Regions from separate parts of the Rattus norvegicus genome. Here regions 1, 2 and 4 are each linked to region 3. The links are chromatin contacts, called in public Hi-C maps. All regions are on one chromosome and are shown on one strand. Each heading gives the region's core, a stretch centred on a gene start, on an enhancer-like site or on the middle of the called end of the contact. The rest is flanking DNA. Distances are from core to core; before and after follow the strand shown.

Evidence for each region. A called contact is a pair of places that touch in the nucleus more often than the background predicts.
Region 1: a Hi-C map of hepatocytes shows a contact between it and region 3, with 2.1 times the contacts expected there. The contact joins the promoter of Peli3 here to the promoter of Rbm4b in region 3. A contact is called at or near these places in 2 of 12 Hi-C or Micro-C datasets (hepatocytes and liver).
Region 2: a contact with region 3 is called in a Hi-C map of hepatocytes, with 2.9 times the contacts expected there. The contact joins the promoter of Rce1 here to the promoter of Rbm4b in region 3. A contact is called at or near these places in 12 of 12 Hi-C or Micro-C datasets (the A7r5 cell line, the Rat2 cell line, Schwann cells and 7 more) and 1 of 1 datasets of contacts at active chromatin or transcription factors (oligodendrocytes).
Region 4: a Hi-C map of liver shows a contact between it and region 3, with 5 times the contacts expected there. The contact joins the promoter of mrpl11 here to the promoter of Rbm4b in region 3. A contact is called at or near these places in 10 of 12 Hi-C or Micro-C datasets (the A7r5 cell line, the Rat2 cell line, Schwann cells and 6 more).

Annotation. Positions count from the first base shown.
Region 1 is chr1:211,668,404-211,673,944 of GRCr8, forward strand. It overlaps Peli3 (pellino E3 ubiquitin protein ligase family member 3), which reads right to left and starts at 3,836. Exons shown (of 7, transcript NM_001127542.1): 1 at 3,696-3,836; 2 at 2,506-2,658. The coding sequence starts at 2,657.
Region 2 is chr1:211,329,897-211,335,176 of GRCr8, forward strand. Rce1 (Ras converting CAAX endopeptidase 1) reads right to left here and starts at 1,973. Exons shown (of 8, transcript NM_001100585.1): 1 at 1,778-1,973; 2 at 1,535-1,637; 3 at 1,359-1,442; 4 at 1,043-1,121; 5 at 320-487; 6 at 126-197. The coding sequence starts at 1,962. It overlaps Top6bl (TOP6B like initiator of meiotic double strand breaks), which reads right to left. Exons shown (of 15, transcript NM_001426986.1): 14 at 3,474-3,552; 15 at 2,077-2,529. The coding sequence ends at 2,180.
Region 3 is chr1:211,475,276-211,480,634 of GRCr8, forward strand. Rbm4b (RNA binding motif protein 4B) reads left to right here and starts at 2,062. Exons shown (of 4, transcript NM_001007014.2): 1 at 2,062-2,165; 2 at 2,779-3,202. The coding sequence starts at 2,791. It also overlaps a transcript of Rbm14 not described here.
Region 4 is chr1:211,692,316-211,697,671 of GRCr8, forward strand. It overlaps mrpl11 (mitochondrial ribosomal protein L11), which reads left to right and starts at 1,492. Exons shown (of 5, transcript NM_001006973.2): 1 at 1,492-1,690; 2 at 2,189-2,284; 3 at 2,654-2,747; 4 at 2,835-2,994; 5 at 4,091-4,352. The coding sequence starts at 1,568. The coding sequence ends at 4,196.

The DNA of each region.
Region 1 (5,541 bases), core at 2,586-5,085, 190 kb after region 3:
TCTAATTTTCAACCTTCCTTCCCAGCTTTTATTCAGGGGGAATGGCTATGAGAAGCAAGGATGAGGTGAGCCATTGTCTTGATGGCTGCGGTAGATGGCTGCCTCTGTGCCCGGTCCTTCATGTTTTTAATTACCTAATGGAGTCTGCACAATGTCCTGCCAGGCAAGTGTCTTTCTTCCTATCTTATAAATTAGACAAGTCAAGGCCCAGGAAGGGAAAATGAGTTGTCTCAAGCTAAGAAGCAAAAATAATAGCAACGAAAAAGGCCGGATTGTGTGTGGACTGTAGTCACACTCACCTAGATTTGCCAAAGTCCTGAAAGCTATCAGGTACTGAGCCAAGGCCCTGAGACTGGCAGGGATCAGTGAGACTAGGATTTACACTCGGGTGGAATGAGTAACAGGCTAAGAATGCTTTTCTCTAAGTAGCGGAAAGCCACAGAAAAATTTGGAGAAGGACATAGCAGTTGCCAACTACAGGGCTGGGGATGTAGCTCAGAGAATAGAGTGCTTGCCTAGCATGAACGATGCCCTGAGTTCAAATCCCAGCACCACATGTGCGCAGTCTGCTGGTCCACGCCTGTTATCCCAGCACTTGGGAGGAAGGAGGAACTCAAGGTCATCCCCAGCTACACAGGGAGAATGATGGAAGCCAGCCTGGGCTATGTGAGACCCTGTCTCACACAGGGAGAAAATAGGATGCCAAACACAAGACCAATTAGAATTTCCTGGTGAGTTTGTTAAATCCGTAGTCTCTAGATCCATCCGATTCTGCCTTTTGAGGTGAGGGTCTTTCTATATCTCCTATGTTCTTTTCTCTTTTCTCTTTTCTCTCTCCCTCACTCCATCTCTCGTCTTTTTGTTGATTTTCGGGACAAGGTCTTAGGCAACACAGTTGCTCCCTCCTGAATGCTGGGATTACAAGCATGTGCACTATACCGGACCATGTGTGATTTCCATGTGTTCCCTAGTAGCTCTGATACACAGTGAGGGTTTCCTGCTCTTCTCAGGACAGAGAGCTGCCTGGAACCCAGAGAGAAATACAGTCCTTCCTTCTGTCAGGACATGAAGCAGCTGCTCCTCAGATATAAGCTCCTCTGTGAGGAACATCTCTTTTACCCTCTGAGCACTTCTCATGCACACACTGGCAGCAGCAAGTCTAGGGGAGACAGGCCAGGATGCAGACTGAGGCCTCTCAGGAGCCTAGCACACACCCACTCTTCCACTGTCACACAACCTCTATAAAATGGAACTCATTGTCAGGACCCACTTGGAATGTTGATTTTGAGAACTGAACAAGAGAGAGTGCTTTAAAATGCCTGACAGAGTTTGCCACGGTTACAGCAAGGTCTTGATATGAGTTAGTTATTATGGGTATTTGAAAATAAAAGGTGGGGCTGGGGATTTAGCTCAGTGGTAGAGCGCTTACCTAGGAAGCGCAAGGCCCTGGGTTCGGTCCCCAGCTCCGAAAAAAAGAACCAAAAAAAAAAAAGAAAGAAAGAAAATAAAAGGTAAGGTGTTGCATACAAGTCACCAAACACCAGCCATTGTGATGTACTGTTAATCTTCATCATGAGCCGACAGCCGATTGGGACAGGGAGACGGCTCTGTCCCATCTGAGGAAAGAGTTTCATGGGAGATGCAGGCATCCCGGCAGGCAAAGACCAGAAAGAGACAGGGCCCGTCCAACTATCAAGTCTCATCAATTTCTCTCTAGGAACCTCCACTTCCTATCTGCAACACGAGGGTGAGCTGCAGTTTAGTGCTAGTGTGCTAGATCTACGGTTGGGAAGATCTGGGTTCAAACCCCAGCCTTCCCATTTACCAGCTGTGTGCCCTTGGGTCAGTCACTGTCCCTCTCTGGGCCTCGATTACCTCATGTCCTTCATCACAGCATCTTTGTGAGGATTGGAATGAAATAGTATCCACAGAAAGGTGTGGCACCGCCTGCCTCCCAGACACTTGGGATGAGCTGGGTACCAGTCTACGTACTTTACAGAAATCTCTTTCTCCTTTCCTTCCTGCAGGTGACCTTTGGGAGGTCAGTACCAACCCTGTCTTCAAGATGTGACACAGAGGCATGGGAAAGTTTGGCAACTTGCCGAAGTAGAATTGAGACCAAGCAGTTTTGTGCAGAATCAGAATTCTTTTCCCCACACTTATATACAGTAGGTGTTATACAGACTTTTTTTCTGCTATTCTTTTTCTCGGCTGACTGCAAACTGTGGTGAGCAGGTGTAAGAATCGTCTGAGGCTGCTGGTTGTGGCGCACGCCTTTAACCTCAGTGTTCGGGAGGCAGAGGCAGGTGGATCTCTGAGCTCAGGGCTAGCCTGGTCTACTGATCAAGTTCCAGGCCAGAGAAATCCTGTCTCCAAAACAAAACAACAGAAATGGGTTTGATCAACTTCGTTCTTCATCTGGGAAGAGCAGCGGGTGCACAGTTGTCTCGGCTGACCCGAGGGGGTAGTAACCCATGCACATCACTCCTGGACTAGGAGGCTCACCCCAGAACGATGAGTTCACCATACTTGATGGGTTCCTCGCCTGGCAGTGCTTCTTCACCAGGAGAAGAGAGGATGCACGAGCCCTTGTCCCCCGGGTGCTGGAGGTCTGAGGTTCGGGGGGATCCCACTTCAGGGTTTCCTTCCAGCACCATGCTGAGCAGAGTGGAAGAAGAGAAAAGAACTTTGAAACTTCCCACCCCAACTCCTCTCAAGCTCTGGCTAGAGGTAAGGACCCTTAGCCTAAGGCAAGATTGGCCCTTCAATACTTGTTATTATAACTACTTCTGCTTCCCCTAAATGGTGAGGTTACTGGGATACCACGGAGGGGGGCTGGTGAGACAGGATCAAGAAAGAAATGGCAAAGTCAGAGTTGGAGTATTTGGTTAGAGCAATATACCAACTTTGGTTGGAATGTTCTTGGCGGAGGGGCAGAACTTACCTTACCTCTAGACTCAGACTTAATTCCTGGCTTATGCTCAGTTACCCACTCTGTCGGGTTCTTGGGTCTATGTGTTCACTCTAATTTTATTGCCTTTTTTTGCAGGGCTAGGCCTCTGTCAGTCTGTCTGTTCTCAATGACTCTCTGCCCTCCCAGCACATCCTTTTCTGCCTCTTCGCTCCCTACTTCTATCCACCTGCATTCCTCTGTCTGCCCTTCTCTCACCACCCACCTGCCTCAGTCTCCCCATCTTGGCCTGGCACTGCAGGCAGGCAGGCCTCCAGAGCCCTCCCTCCCTCAGGTGTCTGTCTGCGGTCCTCAGGCCGCTTCGGTCTCGGGAGGCCTGTGGGGGCGGCGCTCCCCAGTCGGGCACCCCCTGCAGCAGAGCCAGGTCGCCCTCAGGCTGCCTACTTAATAACCCCAACGTTGGAGGAACTGCGCAGAGGCAGGCCCGCACCCCGTGCTAGGAAAGGGCACAATGACAGCCCAGCGCATACGCAGATACACCAGGCGGCCCCTCACAAATACGCGCGCGCACGCAGTCAGTACCTCACACCCCTAGCACCGCCGGCAGTGCCCAGACGTGCGCAGCAAATCCAAGACCTGCTACGGCAGGGACGCGCCTACGCGCTAACAGCCACAGTCGCCAGCCCTCAGACCCGCTCCCTTAACCCGGCCACCCCCAGATACTCAAACACGCCCCCAGCGCACGCCCAGTACAGCCCCCTGCCCCTCACCTCGCCCGCCTCACCTGACGGCGTTCTGGGGCTCTCAGTGCGCTGCCGGCTCCCACCCGCCTCACCTCTACTGCGCCCTGGGACTGCTGCGGCGGGATGGGCCCGGCCCGCGGCTGCTCGGTGCAGCCTCGTCACGGGGACACTCGGGGCCCGGAGGAAGAGGGATGTGCACACAAGCCCTCACGCTCCACCCCGTACCCCTACGTTCCGCCCCGGCTCCGCCCCCTAGAGGCCCCGCCTTACCCCGAGGCTCCGCCTCCTGCGGCTTAGCCAAGTTGTAGTCTGTGAAGCTAAAGAGGTTTTCAGGAACCCTCGCCCCTTTCTTTCTGAGTCCCGCCCCGGGAACCAAAGAAGTTCTGTTCGCGATTCCCACTGTAGGAGTCCCTATCCTCTCCTGGCTGGCTGAGGGACTCCCCTTGGTCTACAAGACCCCTCTCTTATTCCAGGCTCCAGACACCTCACTCTCGTTCCAGGGTCTCCTGGGTTCTCTCCAAGACCGGAGCCTCCTTTCACACAGTAATCTAGAGGCTCCTTTTCCCAGCCTAAGACTGGCGACTCCCCACCTCCTGCTCCAAAACCCCGCCTTTCATATGCGGAAACCTCGGGAGTACAGGGGAGCCCAGAGCTAACAGAGGGAAGGAAACTACTAGAAGAGGCGGAGGAAGAAGGTGCGTCACCCGCGGAGGCTGAGGAAAGCCACTGCGGTTGTCTTGAGTGCAGATTTGTCTGTCAATTCAGCTTGACCACTTTATCTCTATGCAACAGTCAGTGAGCTCTGGCCTCCTTGGTGTCCAGAGACAGGCACCCCTGCCCTCTCCTCTCAACAGTACGCTCCTATCCTTAGCAAAGCCTCAAAGAGAAACCGGGTGCTCGGTCTCTCAGGGCCACAGGCGTTCAAAACATTTCTTCTGTCTATACCAAGCTCTCTGGGTTGAATTTGAGCAAATTAAGTCCTGTAATCCCTGGGAGGCCGATACAATAATTGTGTCCCGTCACCCCTGCCCCCAACACCATGAAACAGATTTACAGAAATGGCTTGCTAAACAGGAGCCAAGAGAGGATCTGACCCATGGCTTCACACAGCTCAGCAAACCCTTTACCAACATCTCCAACCCTTGAACGTCTCACTTTATTTTTGTTGTTGTCTGCTTTCTTTTAAAACTTTAAACCCATTGTATTTTTATGTATATGAGTATTTTGCTTGCGCGTGTCTGTGCACCACTTGTATGCCTGCCTACTGCCAGCAGAGGCCAGAAACTCGGACTCCCTGGGACTGGAGTTACAAATGATTGTGAACCACCATGTCAGTGCTAAGAATCAAACCCAGGCCCTCTGAAAGAGCAGCCATTGCAGTGGTTACTGCAGTGGTTACTGAGCCATTTCTCCAGCCCCCTTACTTGTTTGTTTGTTTGTTTGTTTGTTTGTTTGTTTGTTTGTTTTGAGACAGGGGTCTCACCAAGTAGCCCTGAATGGCCTGGAGCTCACAGAAACCTGCTTTCCTCTGCCTCCCAAAAGCTGGAATTAAAAGCAAGGGATGCCAAGCCTGATGAACTCCTAACTTTGAAAGCCGCCATGATACAGAGCTGGAAGGACAAAGTCTCAGATGCAGTCTCTCCTGCTTAGTATCGCCTGGTCTGGAACGATATCCCCCAGTGGCCAATTAATCCCTGAATTCATTTGTTTTGAGGCAGGATTCTATGCAGTTCGGGCTATTGATTGAACTCAAGCTCAGAGGATGACCTTCTGAGTCCCCTGACTCCACTTTCCAAGTGCTGGGAGCTACCACACCCAGTTAACTCAGTGCCTGGGGTCAAACACAGTGATTCATAGGTGGTAGGCTAACACTTTACCAACTGAGCT
Region 2 (5,280 bases), core at 723-3,222, 150 kb before region 3:
TCCATAATCAGTGGGCCCCATCCAATACTTATAGTTCTGTCTCCAACCCTTTCTGAGGAGTGTCTGTGAGGGGTATCCTAACACCCCGACCCTTGGCTGTCCCTGGGCAGCTCTCCAGGCCTCACCTGCAGACAAGAAGATACTTCCCACACTGCTTTGGCGGAAGCGCAGCTGCTCAATAATGTGGTGAAAATGGGCTGGGAGGAAGGTGAAAACCACATCATATTCCTCTGGCTTTCTACCTAGCTGTCCCCCTCACCCAAAGCCCCATTTTTAGCCTTCATGCTGGGAACATTGTTGCTGGACAGGTTAGACTCACCGACTCCAAAAAACAGTGGGCAGGTGAACACAGCAGGGCCCAGACCTGTGCATGGTGCTAGCATGGGCAGCATACAAGCCCGGAACACCAGCTCCTCTGTCAAGGGTGCTATAACTTGGTTTCGTAGCCAGCGCATGTCTGTGAGGCGGCGGGCCCAAGAACGAGGGGCTAGAATAAATATTCAGGATAAGCAATGAGTGCCTAGTTACTAGAGACCCCTAGGACCCTCTCCCACAGATTTTTTTTTCTTTTTCTTTTTTTCGGAGCTGGGGACCGAACCCAGGGCCTTGCGGTTGCTAGGCAAGCGCTCTACCACTGAGCTAAATCCCCAACCCCCCTCTCCCACAGATTTACTCTGACCAAACTCAGTTTGGGAAATCCTGAGAATCAGAATGGGGAAGGGAACAAGCCTTATCAGACCGAATTACAATGTCTTGAGATGACTGACAGTAGTGAGGGAAAGCGGCAGTAGAGGAGGAAGTCAGTCAATTCCAGAGGAACCCAAATTTAACCAATCAAGTACTGTTTTGAGTCTAGAAAGGCCTCCATGAGTATCATAAACTTACAGGGTACCCAGCAATATAATCCATTTTACTGATGAGGAAACACATCCTGAGAGGTGACATCTCACCTCTTCAGTCCAGATCACACCATCTCACTGACTCCTTTCCCCAGTGTTCTGGACTGCCTGTGCCTACCTTTTGCTCAGTCTTGAAGACTCACCCAGGACAACCTTCAGCCCATCTGTCAGGTCACACGGGCAATCCATACAGAGCTGCATCAGTGGACCCAGGAAAAGGATCTGGGGGAGAAAAACATCAAACGAAAGCCGTTATCCAGTGACCTTGCTCACACCTGCGCCCTTGGTCACCCTCATGAGACCTCAGGTTTCCTGAGCTCTAGGATTTCTCAGCCATGCACACCAGGGGCTCAAGGGCCACATCATAATTCCTGTCTGCCATCTGCCAAAAACTGGACACAAGACGGACATGCCATTACACTAGTGACAACAGAGTAGGAAAACTAAAGCAGGACTCACCATAGTTAGCAGCAGGGGCAGCAGAGCTGCTGGAAAAATGCCCTCCAGCCTGAAGCCCATCAAGGTAAGCAGTGATGTGCCTGGCTGAGCCACAGGAAAGGGGGTATCAGTGATGTTCCCTCCCACAAAAATCTGGATTCTTTCCCTAGTTGCCCTGTGCCCCGCCTCCTTCGCACCTGGATGCCAGTGAGTTCCCTCCAGAGCAGCACGCAAAGTGGGGACAAGCTCGATACTACCAGGACACTGGTGAAACGCCGCTTGATAACAGCGGGGTGGTCCCTAAGAAAAGGGACAATAAGTTCCGGGGGGGCCTGTAGCAACCATTTGCCAACGCAGCCCCACCCCCGTCCAGCCCAGGCTCCGCCCGCAGCCCCGCCTCACGAGGGCGCGGATTCCGTCCGCGCGCGCATCCCCCGCACCTGGGCAGCTCGCTCTTCCACACGTAGAGGCTGCCCACGTAGGAGCAGGCGAGGCTGAAGCAGGAGAACACAGACACCCAGCAGCACAGCCCTGGGCCCGGGCTGCTCAACGCGGCTGACTCGGGCTGCCGCTCTGGCCGCGATACCGACAGTAAACGCAGCCCGTCCCCGCCCAGCGCCGCCATCACGCCCAGACCCGTGGCGCGCAGCAGTGACGCGACGGCGCGGGTGACGTCAGGCGGCGGCGCGAGTTGTCCGGTCCTCCGGACGCTCCTCCCCTTGCACTGTAGTTGACACTGTGTGCTTGGAGCAGCTTTATTGAAATATATAACACACGCGTCCCGGGCTTCCTTGCCTTGCTGTGAGTCTCAGGAGCGGGCGCTTAGGACCTGTGTCCCGGACTCAGCCACTCGGACAGGTTGGAGACCTCCTGTAGCCACAAGTCCTGCGGGAGCAGCGGAGGCGGTGGTGAGGGCCCGGCGGCGGTAGCTTAGGCCCGCACCCGCCCTGTGCTCCCTGCGGTACCTCCAGGCCGCCCAGAGGGCTCGCTGCGTCTGCCGCCTGAACTCCGTCGTTGGCCACTTGGGTCTGTGATCCTCTAGCAGTGAGGGAGGCCTCGGTAGGATCGCAGTCGCGCGTGACGGATTCTGGCGGGCTCAGGTCCCTGGCTGGGCCCAGAGTTCGCGATTCTTCCCTGCCCTGGTTGGGGCTGCTCCTCTTGAGCCTCTTGTTTTCTGCTTGCCCGCTAGATTCTAGGAGAAAACAAGCCCATTTCATATTGCTCCGGAAGATTGCCAATGCTACGGAGACTGTTGGGGCAGGGGCATAGTTCTAATTTAACCCTCCCCCTCCATCCTTCCAGATGAAAACATTTCAGTGCCTGACCTTCCTTAGCGCGCCCACGATAGAGGGCATCTAACTTTCCACACAGACTGGGTGATATATATGCCAAGTTACTCTCTGAAACCAAGCTTTCCTTCGGGCAATAAGCAACTAAGTCTCTGTCTGGAATTGTTCTAGGCAGTTGCTACAGAGGCAGCTTTTTGTTGTTGTTTAGACAGACTCTCATGAAACTCAGGGGAGACTTAAACTGATCATCTTGCTTCTTCCAGCCAAGTGCTGGGATCAGACACTCATGAACATGTTGTAGCTCAGTGGTTTTCAACTGTGGGTTGCGTATCAGATGCTTACATTATGGTTCATAACAGTGGCAAAATTACAGTTAAGTAGCAATGAAGATAATTTTATGGTTGGGGACCACCACAACATGAGGCACTGTATTTAAAGGGTGGCAGCATCAGGAAGGTTGGGAACCACCATTAGCTTATCTGTAATAACTTGCGGAAGAACAAACAGGAAGAAGGATCAAACTCAGGGTATTGATAGTCAAGACTCTCACTGAGCTACACCCCCAACCCCTCAGGGGCAAATTTACAGTCTTGCCTTGGCTGGTTCCTCCTGGCAGGGCCCTGGGGATATCAGTGAGTCACCTGTCTCTGGAAAAGCTAATGTGCTCATATTAAGTACAACGCACATCTTTCTCCTGTCATGCAGCTTTACAGTAGGGCTGCTACTGCTCCTCCAAGACCCTCAGTCCCCATGGCTGAAGTGGAATGGGATAGTTGGATCACTCCAGACCATGAATTTTATTTCTCTGGTTTCAGTCCAGGACTTACCCCAAAAGCTAGAGACTTACCTGCAGGGAACTCTAGACCAATATTCTTGTGCTGGTCTTTGGTGTTCTGGGCTGAAATCTTTTTCTCTGGAGTCAGGTGCTTTAACAATTAGAAAGTCCAAGTGAATTTTCAGAAGTCTGTGTCTTAGTGAGACATGTGGTTTGGTTTATAGGGACGTTCTTCACCTGGAACTCCCTCATTCTCCTAACTCATCAGTCTCTACTTGGCCCCCAACTTTCAAAGCACCCCCCTTCTGTCCCAGCATATCTCTCTGTTCTCCCCCGAACCTCGGGCTCTGAAGCATGGCACTATTCATCATTTTATGTGTTTATTTCCATCTTTCTACTCAAGATTTATTATGTATATCTGAGTAACTGTGTGAATTACATGTCTACAAGAGAGGTGGTCAGATCCCCTGTAATTGGAGTTACACTTTTACAAGCTTCTTGGTGTGATTACTGGGAACCAAACCAATAGCAGCATGGCCCCTCTTACACACAGCCATTTCTCCAGTCCCTTTTTAGTTAGTCCTGGCTGTCTGGAACTCAATATGTAATGTAGACCAGGCTGGGCTTGAACTTGCAGAGATATTCCTCACCTTGCCTCCTGAGTGCTAGGATTAAAGGCACACACCACAATGTCTGGCCATGTCTTATTTTAAAGTAAAAATCCTTGGGACAGGGTCTCATGTATCCCAGAGCTGACCTTTAATGTCTGACAATCTGTCCTCTTTATACATAGTTAGAATACATCTTCAAAAAAAATGAAAGCAGTGCTTGCATTGCTCAAAAAGTGCATGAGAGCTGCAGGTGCACACTCCAGCACTACATAAACAGCATAGTAGCACACGTAATCCCATCACTCGGGAGAGGGAGGCAGAATGAGCAGGAGTTCAGGATCATCCTCAGCCACATAGGGGAATAAAGGCCATTTTCAGATACACAGTGAGACCCTGTCTCAAGCAGTAACCCCCCCCTCCCCCTGTAATGTCTAAAGAACACCAGGGGGAAGGGGAAAGTAAGACAATAGAAGGGGGCTTTGGGGGAAGGGAAGCTGGGTTATGTGCAGTTAAGTAGGCACAGTGCTTGTTTTCAGTGTAATGGAGACCTCTGGAGTCTGGTGGGAGGAGCATCCAGCACAGTGACTGTCCTTAAAAGCATGGAGTTGACACTTTCAAAGGGAAGTCTTACGTAAGAACTACACCACAGTGCAGTGCATTCTATGATACACTGCTTTTCTTTTCCCCTTTAAGACAGTTTGACGATACAGCTCTGGCTGTCCTGGAACTCACTGTACAGGTCAGGTTGGCCTGTCTCCCAAGTGCTGGGATTAATCGTGAGAGCTATCTGGCATCCTCATTACAAATTTTTGTTACAGAAGCTTTGCAGTTACAGTTATTGTCATTTCTGAGGGGATCCCACAGTCTCCCCCAAGATACCCAAAATCTCAGAGGCACACACCTCTAAGTGTGCACCACCAGACCTGAGCTATACTGCTTATTAATTGAAGTTCCAACTTCTAAGTAATTACATTCTGAGGAACACACAGGGGCAAAAATCACCCTCAAAAAACTGCAGTTTCAGTTCACTCTGGCCTAGGAAAAAATCTTGTGTAACAGACATGTCTTTTTCCTTTTAGAAACTGGTCTTAGAGGGGTGACCCACTTGAGATGGATAGCACTGTGAATTTTGCATACCTGTTGGTATCTCTCTGGCCCCCAGAGAGACAGCCCAGTCCTCAGGATACAACTCCTTGGATTTAACACTGTGGAGCATTCAATTCTCATCTGCATCCTAGGAAACCAAGCCTTTCCTTAGAGAACTGCCC
Region 3 (5,359 bases), core at 812-3,311:
CTAAAATTCAGGCAGAAGATTGGGGCAAGAAATTTATATGAGCACAAACGATAACAAGATATTTTCAAATTCATTAAAAACAAGACAAAAACTTAACCGAAGCAAGTTGTGAATAAAACTTTACACTTCTTCAATTGACACAAATTAGAAAAGTTAATGCCAAACCTTGGTAACGACAGAAAAAAACAAAAGTCACATAAGTGTTTCAAGTAGGATATTCAAGTACAGTTTTTCTGGGAACTTGGTACTACCTATACATGTCAGGGTTTGTTGTGGTTTGGTTGTTTTGGGACTGGGTTTTCGTTTCGTCTGAGACAGGGCTTCTCTGTGTATCCCTGGCTGTCCTAGAATGTGCTCTGTAGACCAGGCTGACCTAGAATTAACCCCCACCTGCCTCTGCCTACCAAGTGCTGGGATTAAAGGAATGTCCTCACTACCACCCAGCTTACATATTTTTTCAATATTAAAAAAAAAAAGGAAAACTGGAGGCTAGAAATGGTATCACACACCTGTATTTACCAGCACTTGGAAGGCTGAGGATTGTGAGGTCAAGGCTAGTCTGGGTTACACAGCAAGTTTTTGGACAGCCTTGACTACATAGAAAGGCCATGTCTAAAAGGTGTGTGTGGGGGGAGGGGGGGAGTTAAATGAAATTGTATACAAAGATGGGAACTGTTAGTGGAGCATTAGTTGTGGGATCTCAGGGAATTTGGAAGAGGACAGATTCCAAAATACAATGTACAAGGTTGGGTGATAGCAGACCCTGAGGAGGTTCCAGGACAGCCAAGAGAAACCCTATCTCGAAAAACAAACAAAAATCTAATTTTGGGGTTGGGGATTTAGCTCAGTGGTAGAGCGCTTGCCTAGGAAGCGCAAGGCCCTGGGTTCGGTCCCCAGCTCCGAAAAAAAAAAAGAACCAAAAAAAAATCTAATTTTAAAAGTGTGTCTGTTATTACAATTAGACAATGGCTTCTGAAATGAGTGGGAAACATGGATTTGGTAAAGAAGTGTTTCCAAGTAGCTTGGGTGGAGGAAGTCTTTATTTTACTGGAGGAGCTGGTGTTGGAACTACCACAATGGGGAACTGTTTTTAACAACAATGGGGATGGTCTAACAATCATCCTGGTGCCTCTACTAAGAGATACATTCAATCCATCAATGTATGTAAACCGGCTCTGCTTTGTTGAATGGGATACAGTAATCCATTGAGGTGGTACCCTCCTTGCCACCAGGAGGTGCCCTTGGACCGCAGCTCAGAGTCCGTAGCTTGACAATTGCTTGTACCTCAGGAAGCTTGGAGTGGATGTGGAGCCCTTGTCACTCACATTCCCAAACCTGGATTCTCTCTGGACCTCTGGACAACGTATTCCTTGGTAATACTCACCACCTTTCAGGAACCGCGATAGACACTACGAGAGAGGGAAAGCCCAGCCCACGTATATTCATGAATAAACATGACAAAGTATAGTTAGGATAGAGAAATGCCTCCCTCAGACCTTACCCAGTTTTAACAGAGATTATCTTTCTACTCTTCGACTCTAGGTCTCAGCTTCTTCACCAATGAACAACACTACTGCGGTGAAAATTAAATTGTTTTAAGGGAATTCTTACCCTGTCCCACCCAAACAAGGGAGAGATTAGGTTAAGATGTGGTAGTGCCTGGATTTCTGAAGTATCGCTCTCAGCCGCCAGAGGTTGAGAAATCCCCCTTCTAGCGGGCCCAGTGAGAAAACCCTTTGTCATCAGCCCCTCGACACAGCGCCCAATACCACGATCCATTGTGATGCTTAGAGACTCCCCCGGGCCTTACAGTTTTGCCAAGGCAATGGTTGCTTCCTGAGCCCTTTTGACGCGCAAGCTGCGACCCCCTCCCAAGGCCGTGATTGGCTAGCCAGGGCTGGGGGCGGGCTGACCTTCGCTCCGCAGTGCCGTCACCACATGACCCCGCCCCCGCACGGGGGGTGGGGGGCGGACAGTTGTGTGCGGCCACAGGATTGGTCGCCCCGCTCCTGCGAGGGGGAGGGGAGGCAGGCAGCGCGCACTCGCGCGTGCGTGAGCTGGCGCGCGAGAAAGCGCCCGGTCGCGCCGAGGCTCGAGCGGCCGTCGCCATTTTGTAGGGTTCTCTCTGACGCGGGACCCGCCGCCACCACCGGCACCACCCGGAGGTAGGAGAGGATGCTGTGGGTGTGTGGGAAGCCCAGGAGCGGGCTGTGCCGGACCTCGGGAGGGCCGGATTTGGGGCCACTCATTTTCTGAGGAAGGTCCCGGGAAGACAACGAAAGGAGGCGGGGCCGGGTCTCCGGAGGGGGCGGGGCAGGGGTCGGGCCGAGTCTTTGTTGGGATGTAGGAGCGGAGGTTGGGCCGCTGAGGAAAGAGGTCCAGGTGTTGGGTGAAAGAGGGCTTTCGTTCTAGGAGTATGGTGGGAGGTGATACCGCGCTGTGGAGAAGGTACACAGATTTCCCTCCAAAATCCTGTAACTAGGGACATTCAAATACTTCATGGCTTCCGCTTGTCTTTTCCATCCCTGTGCTAAACCGTGAAGCAGCTAACCTTGTAGATTAAATGTGCCTGACCTCACGGGTATATATATGTATCTTGGACCATGTTGTGCATTCTGACCCCCGACCTTCTGTTGGCATTGTCACACAGCTTCACTACTTAGGAACAAACTGCTGTTCCTCTCTCAAAAAGAATAACTGAGGGTCTGGAAACGCTGCAGTGTTAGTCAGTTTCTCACTTCACACCCGACTTTTGAAATCTTGTTTCTTCACTGCCAGGCTCTTGTCAGAATGGTGAAGCTGTTCATCGGAAATCTGCCCCGGGAGGCCACAGAGCAGGAGATCCGCTCACTCTTCGAGCAGTACGGGAAGGTGCTGGAATGTGACATCATTAAGAACTATGGCTTTGTGCACATAGAGGACAAGACGGCCGCTGAGGATGCCATACGCAACCTGCACCACTACAAACTGCACGGAGTGAACATCAATGTGGAAGCCAGCAAGAATAAGAGCAAAGCTTCAACCAAATTACATGTGGGCAACATCAGTCCCACTTGTACCAACCAAGAGCTTCGGGCCAAGTTTGAGGAGTACGGCCCAGTCATCGAATGTGACATCGTGAAAGATTATGCCTTTGTACACATGGAGCGGGCAGAAGATGCGGTGGAGGCCATCAGGGGCCTTGACAACACAGAGTTTCAAGGTGAACTGTTCTGGGGCTTGGGTGGCAGACCTTCGTGGAGTCTGAGAGGCAGAGGCAAGAACACAAGACCATGGGGCTGTGAGAGTGGCTTCTACCATTTCTTTTAATTGAAGAGAATAGATTGTTTACTACTCTTAAGCATAATTTGCTCTTAGGGAAGTAAACGTTTTCCATTGTGTTTGCCAAGATGTTTCTCCACAATTATGTGGGTTCCTTTCTTTTGTCCTTATTCACTTGAGTGCTGTCAGAAGTCTAAGTTGCTAGTGTGAGAAGGGCTAGAGGTTACCACTTGTTTCTGTTTTGTTGTGACCCAGTAGCCTTTGAGAGTTTCAATGATGGACGGTGGTAGTAAAGCAGAGAAAGGGCATCTAGAGGAAGGGCTGTATGAGAATCCGTGGTGAGTCTGGTTGGTAGATGGGATCTTTGGGGTGTTCAGATTTGTTCAGTCTGTGGACTACAAGCAAAGCCAGGAAACATGTCATAGGTTCTTCTGCTCCATTTAACTAATTTTTTTTTTCTTTAGGAATTGGCTAGGAATGAAGGTTTACTTCTGGGGCAATTCCAGCAAGGAATTACTGTATTGCTTACACTGATCATAAGTGTGTATGTATTATCACTAATACCATAGGAGCGTGTCTGAAAATCCTTGAATCATGCTACTATAGTAATCACGAGTTACATATGGTTACTAAATCTAAATTAATTGAAGTAAATTTTCAAATTAGATTTTTCCAGTGTGGGCATATTTCAAGAATGCAAGTCATGTGAGGGAATGGCTACTGTATTAGGAGACAGATCAGACCCACATTGCAGGAAGTTCATTGGTTAGCGCAGTTCTACAAGACTTTTATTGACACTGTCATGTTGGACCACAAATTCAAGGCTACTTTTCTAGTTCCTAATTCAACATCTTTTTGTGCCCTAAAAATTAAATAGACAAAGGTCCTCTGCTAAACCTAGAAAACAATGAAATGGTGGGGGAAAGGAAAACTTAATCAGAAAAGTTTAAATATGCAAATAGTGAAGCTTACTGAAGGCTCACTATCATGTATTCTAGCTTCATCACTAATACCCTGGCCTTTAGTTATTGAAAGCCTAGGGTAAAAGTTGTAGCTGTTTCCTGTCCTTAACCAGCAAGTTGTCAAGTGTACTCTCTATGCTTTTCGCTATTATAAAATAATGATCTCTCATGTGCCTTCCTCCATGAAAGGATGGCAGTGAGGTAATAAGTGCATTTTGACAATAAAAGCAATATAATGAAAGTTGAGTGTTATTTGCAACCATGATTGTTTCTATTCTGGTTAGGAAAGTACTTAAAATGTGACAGTTAGGGCTGGAAAGATGGCTCGGTGGTTAAGAGCACCGACTGCTCTTCTAGAGGTCCTGAGTTCAATTCCCAGCAACCACATGGTGGCTCACAACCATCTGTAATGGGATCCGATGCCCTCTTCTGGTGTGTCTGAAGAGTTAACAGTGTACTCATATAAACAAATCTTTAAAACAAAAATGTTAGTTAAACTTTTTTAATTCATATTTTTCTTTTACTTTGGAACAACACTAGCACACTTTCAAAACATTGCTAATTATTTTCACTTAATGTGGAAGGAGGTCATGAATGGAAAGGGTAGAGTAAGAAAGGAGTTCCTGCCTCACCTCCTTGCTTCTGGGGTCATCCAAGGACCCCACAAATACTAGGCAAGTGCTCTACCATGAGTCTATATGTCTCCATCCCTAAAGAAGGTAACAAAATTTTTTAAAAAGTACTATATTTGCAGATAAATTCTCAATGTACATTATATGCCCCTTTCATTTTTAAAGGAAATGGAAGTTAAGAGGATGAGTACATAGGATTTTTTTGTTTCCTTGTTTTTTGGTGCTGAATATTGGACCCAGGGTCTTGAGCATGCTGTGTACACAGTACCACTGAGTTATGCTTCTTATCCCTTGTATTTGCTTAATAACAAATATAATTACATAAGAAACAGGGAACTGAATAATGCAATGGACATATATATATATGTATATATATACACACACACACACACACACATATATATATATAAAATTACTTCCATAGAAAGTACAGACAATAAACTGAGTTGAAAAAGAATCATTTATTGGTATCACATTCTGTTTCTGGCTCTTCTGAAGAGTGAT
Region 4 (5,356 bases), core at 242-2,741, 220 kb after region 3:
AGATGGTTGTGAGCCACCATGTGGTTGCTGGGAATTGAACTCAGGACCTCTGGAAGAGCAGAAAGTGCTCTTAACCACTGAGCCATCTCTCCAGCCGCCCCCCCTCATAATTCTTCTCCAGCCAACCAGGCAGCCTATTATGTAGCACACCTACCTCTCTGGATTCTATCATCTTCCTCTTAGCCACCTCTCACAATCCTCCACGTTTTCTTTTCCTTTTCCATTTCCCTGTGTGTGCAATGTACATGTTTCTGCATGCATGTCCCAAAGTGCCTAACTACACAAGGGAGTGAGAACAAAGACTACAAACACCACTTGATTCAAATGCCATTCCCTAGAAAGCAAGTAATGAAATCATCTGCTTCCAATAAAAAGAAAGAGAGAGAGAAAGAAAGAAAGAAAGAAAGAAAGAAGGAAAGAGGGGCTGGAGAGATGGCTCAGCGGTTAAGAGCACCCGACTGCTCTTCCAGAGGTCATGAGTTCAATTCCCAGCAACCACATGGTGGCTCACAACCATCTGTAAAGAGATCTGATGCCCTCTTCTGGTGTATCTGAAGACAGCTACAGTGTACTTATATATATAATAAATGAATAAATAAAAAAAATTAAAAAAAAAAGAAGGAAAGAAAGAAGGAAAGAAAGGGAAGCGATAAAGTATGCCTAAGAAGCTAGTGGGAAATTAGGTCTGACTGGAATGAGGGTTCAGAGACTGCGTTTCAAAAGTGCCGGGAAAATTTCTTCCCTTTGTACAAATAGTGGTAAATGCCTTCTTGGTGCAAGTATTGTTCTAAAGCAACGTGTGTTACTGAGCTGTCACAATGATTCTGAAAGGTACCTATAGTATCCGTGGTGCCCAACATGAAATAGCTAACAGAAACAGTAACCTAACCCTAGCCCTAACTTTTTGTCTAGCTATAAATCAGGTTCATAGCTAGAGCAGCAGTCTACGTTTCGTTTCCGTCTATAATCATATTGCCTTTCATGAAAAACACACACACACACACACACACACACACACACACACACACACACACACACACACACACACACACACACACACACACACACACACACACACACACACACACACACACACACACACACGAAACAAAAGACTCAAGGGACTCCTTTGAATAACTTGCTCCATTTCAAACACTAAGATATCACTGTGTCCAGCAGATGGCAACCCAGAGCTCAGTCAACAGCAAGCGCAGGATAAAGAGCTAAAACTACAATACTACAATACCTACAATGCTGTGCGGAGACTCAAAGTCCTGATCTCCTGTTTGGCTGTCTAAGGCGATGCCTGTGGGCACTGCTGAAGGAATGTGTATACTGAAACCATATATGTTCTTGTCCTGACTTCAGAGCGCAAAGTTCAATTCATTTTTAAATTCCGTAACTCGTTTTTCAGTCGAAGAGCTGTATGCCTGAAACAAGACTGTTCTTTTTTGGCCACATTTACCCTAGCCCAACACGAGGGCCCTTGACCTCTGACCCAAAATGACAGCGCTCAGATCGTAGTTCTTGACTTCTCCGAGGCGGACTAAGGTTAAAATCCTATATCATGTCGAAGCTAAGCCGGGTCACTCGGACCCTCAAGAAGCCCGAGGCCGGCGGCGTGATCCGGTCCATCGTGCGAGCAGGCCAAGCTATCCCTGGGCCTCCATTAGGTCCCATTTTGGGTCAGGTGCGGTGTCTGGAAGCCGGCTTGGGAGACGTGGGAGAGTGCTCTGGAGCCCGGGAGGTCTCCTTTATAAACCTGTCTCCGCTATTCACACCTTCAGGCCTTAGGTTCTTGTATTACTTACGTAGCCTCTTTTGACCATCAAGTTGGCTACTTGCTGATTAAGTGGCACCTTGTGGACGAATCGCCTGGCACCCAAAGCCGTAGTTGAACCTGGGTAGAAGAAATATCGGAACACAAAAAAAATGAAGATGGCGGGGACGGGGGGACTGGAGCTCCTGGTTGATAGGAAGCCTTCAGCTCCCACACTTAACTTTGTTTTTTTTTTTTTTTTTTTGTCTTGTTTTGTTTTGTTTTGTTTTGTTTTGTTGTTTTGTTGTTTTGTTTCCGGAGCTGAGGACCGAACCCAGGGCCTTGCGCTTGCTAGGCTAGGCAAGCGCTCTACCACTGAGCTAAATCCCCAACCCCTCACACTTAACTTTGTATATGCTTTCCTCATAGCGAGGTGTCTCTATCAACCAGTTCTGCAAAGAGTTCAATGAAAAAACAAAGGACATCAAAGAAGGCATTCCCTTGCCTACAAAAATTTTTATAAAGGTACAGAGACGAATTCTCCCATATACTTCCTTGGCACTTGAAACTAGTCATCCCGGTTGCTTCTCTGTCCCTAACTTGGTTGCCAACTTCCACTTCTCATTTACACAGAAGCCTAGACCATAATTTCTCTGAACTGGCTTGATCCTGCCATATTGTGATTCTGACCTCTCATCTCACAGGGGTTCCAGAGGAGAATTGTGCTAGGAATAAAAATGACAGGGATGTGGACTGTAGATCTGCCCATCCTGCCTTCTCTGGTGTTAAAGACAACACCGCAGGAATGCAAGTTGATGGGAAGTTAAGGGACATTAGAAATGTCTTGGACCAGATAGAAAACCAAGAAATTCTCATGTATCTTTTTCTGTTAAGCCCGACAGAACATTTGAGCTCAAGATTGGGCAGCCCACTATTTCCTACTTTTTGAAGGCAGCTGCTGGGATTGAGAAGGGGGCCCGGCAAACAGGTAAGGGCTACAGGGGGCACCTGAGATTCTGATGTATCCAGAGAAATAGTGGCACTAGAAGAATGACGACCTGTTCCTTCTTCCCAGGGAAAGAGGTGGCAGGTCTGGTGAGTTTGAAGCACGTATACGAGATTGCCCGTGTCAAAGCTAAGGATGAGGCTTTTGCCATGCAAGATGTACCCCTGTCTTCTATTGTCCGTTCCATCATTGGCTCTGCCCGCTCCCTGGGCATTCGTGTGGTGAAAGAGTGAGTATCTTGAGAGGAATGGTGTACAAAGGAAACCAAGAAAGTTCTTGATTTGGGAGAAAGCCTATTGCAATGAAAAAGTCAGGTTTTTTTTTTAAATTTATAGCATATATTAGTTAAGCATATTAACTTCGTTGTGACATTTTCATACATGTCTAGCTTTCTAGCAGACTCTAGCAGAAGGATATGGAGCCTCATCTCGTTTGGATGAGTATCTCTTCTGTAGTAGACATGGCTCTGGACACCGCACAGAACCAGGAATGAACAGTGGTGCTCGGCCACTCTGGAGAAATATGTAGTCCTAAATAGAGACAGATCCATACATAGAGGCTTAGGCTAACAGGTGGTCAGTTATAAAACCAGTGGATGTCATGAGAGCAGAGAGGAGAGTTCCTGCTTTTCCCTTGTGTCATTGATGACTCTGAGGGAGGTAACATCAAAACAGCCCAGGAAAAGGAGGGTAGGAGAGCAAATGTTCCAAAAGGTGGAAAAATTGCAGGGAACAATGAGAGATAAGGTGTTGAAGCTAAGTTCGTTGTGGTTTAGGAGTCTCGTCTAGAGAGGCAGATGGGATATGGCCTGAGGGAGGGACCAGACAGAAGGGTCTTTTGAGCCAACAACCACACAAGTCAGCTGGCTTTGGATGATCTCAGGAATCGTTTCCTTGAAGTAACTTGTCAAGTAGGAGAGCATTTGGCCCAGAGCACAGCAGAGGCAGGAACTGGGTCAGTCATCACTGGTTGCTTGCTGCTGGTGTCTTTCCCTACAGCAAGGCTGGCATCAGTTGTACCTCAGGGGTGAGGTTAGAGCACAGTCTGCCTTAAAGTATGCAGCTCTGTGACTCTCTCACTTGAAGTGTTTGTGGCTCAGAGGAAGGGCTGGGAATCCTAAAGGTATAGTAGAGGCCACAGGTTCCGTAGGTCTTTAAAATAGGAGCCACAGTAGAGGATGGTAGTGTATGTGGGTTGTGGTTCCAGGCAGAGAAACTGCAGATGAGCAAAGGTAAGAAAGTTGGAAAGTCCAGGGAGGGACGTGGGCAGGGCAGCTGGGGTCTGCGCCAGGCTCCGCCCCTCACTGACCATCGCTCTTCCTGTAGCCTCAGTGTAGACGAACTGGCAGCTTTTCAGAAGGAACGGGCCGTGTTTTTGGCTGCTCAGAAAGAGGCGGATTTGGCAGCTCAGGCAGAAGCTGCCAAAAAGTGACCCCAACCTTCTACACTCTGAAGTGAGAGACTGAGAAGGGGGCCCACCGAGGAAGCTGAGCCAAAGGACTCCATGGCAACCCGATTTATAGTTTCCTGACTTCTGTACATATGCTGTGCCACAGGATCGAGCCTGAATAAACGTCCTTTGTCATAAGCTCTCAACTTCTTTCCTGAGACCCGAGATGGGGACTAACACTGACAGCTACCACTCTTCACAGGCGTGAGCTGCCCCACAGGTGAACAGGAACCTTAGCGCTTGTCTGCCTCACAGTACAGTAAGGTGGAAACAGTCACATACATGGAGCCATCTGTGTAAGGTAGCCTCCACCTGGAGCAACCCTCTCCTTAAGGCCAACATTAATGAAGGTTGGACTCCCAGCATCCTCCACCAGACCACACTTTTAAAAATTATATTTATTCATTTTCTTTTATATATGACTGTTTGTATGTATGTATGTGCACCATATACATGCTAGGTGTCTGTTAGAAGAGGGTATTGCATCCCCTGGAACTGGACTTAGGAGTAGTTTTGAACCAGTATGTGGATGCTGGGAATTGAACCTGGGTTCTCTATAAGAACAACAAACAAGGGGTTGGGGATTTAGCTCAGTGGTAGAGCGCTTGCCTAGGAAGCGCAAGGCCCTGGGTTCGGTCCCCAGCTCCGAAAAAAAGAACCAAAAAAAGAACCAAAAAAAAAAAAAAAAAAAGAACAACAAACAAGTGCTCTTAACTGTTGGGCCATCTCTCCACACCCAGATAGGCTCTCACTATGCAACTCTCAGTATCCTCAAACTCACAAGTCCTCTGCCTCCCACATTGCTGGCACTAAAGGCCTGTACCACCTACAAGGCATAGGCCCCACTTCTTAAGTATTCAACCACCTATGACATTGGGAACCCAGGCTTCAGCACATGAGCCTTTGGGGAACGAGTCATCACCCTCAGGCTCTGAGTAGATATAACAGGTGGGAACAGGTGGGAGTAGAGGCCAGGGAGAAATCCTATGTTCAGGGTTGAAGATGTAGTTTCCTGGTAGAGCTGCTGTTTATTCAAAGCCCCAACTCCCATTCCCAGCATCGGAAACAGATTAGTGCGTGTTCTTCCCTCGGGGATGAGAGAAGGCAGAGTCGATGGGCTCCACAGACACTAAGGCTTGGGC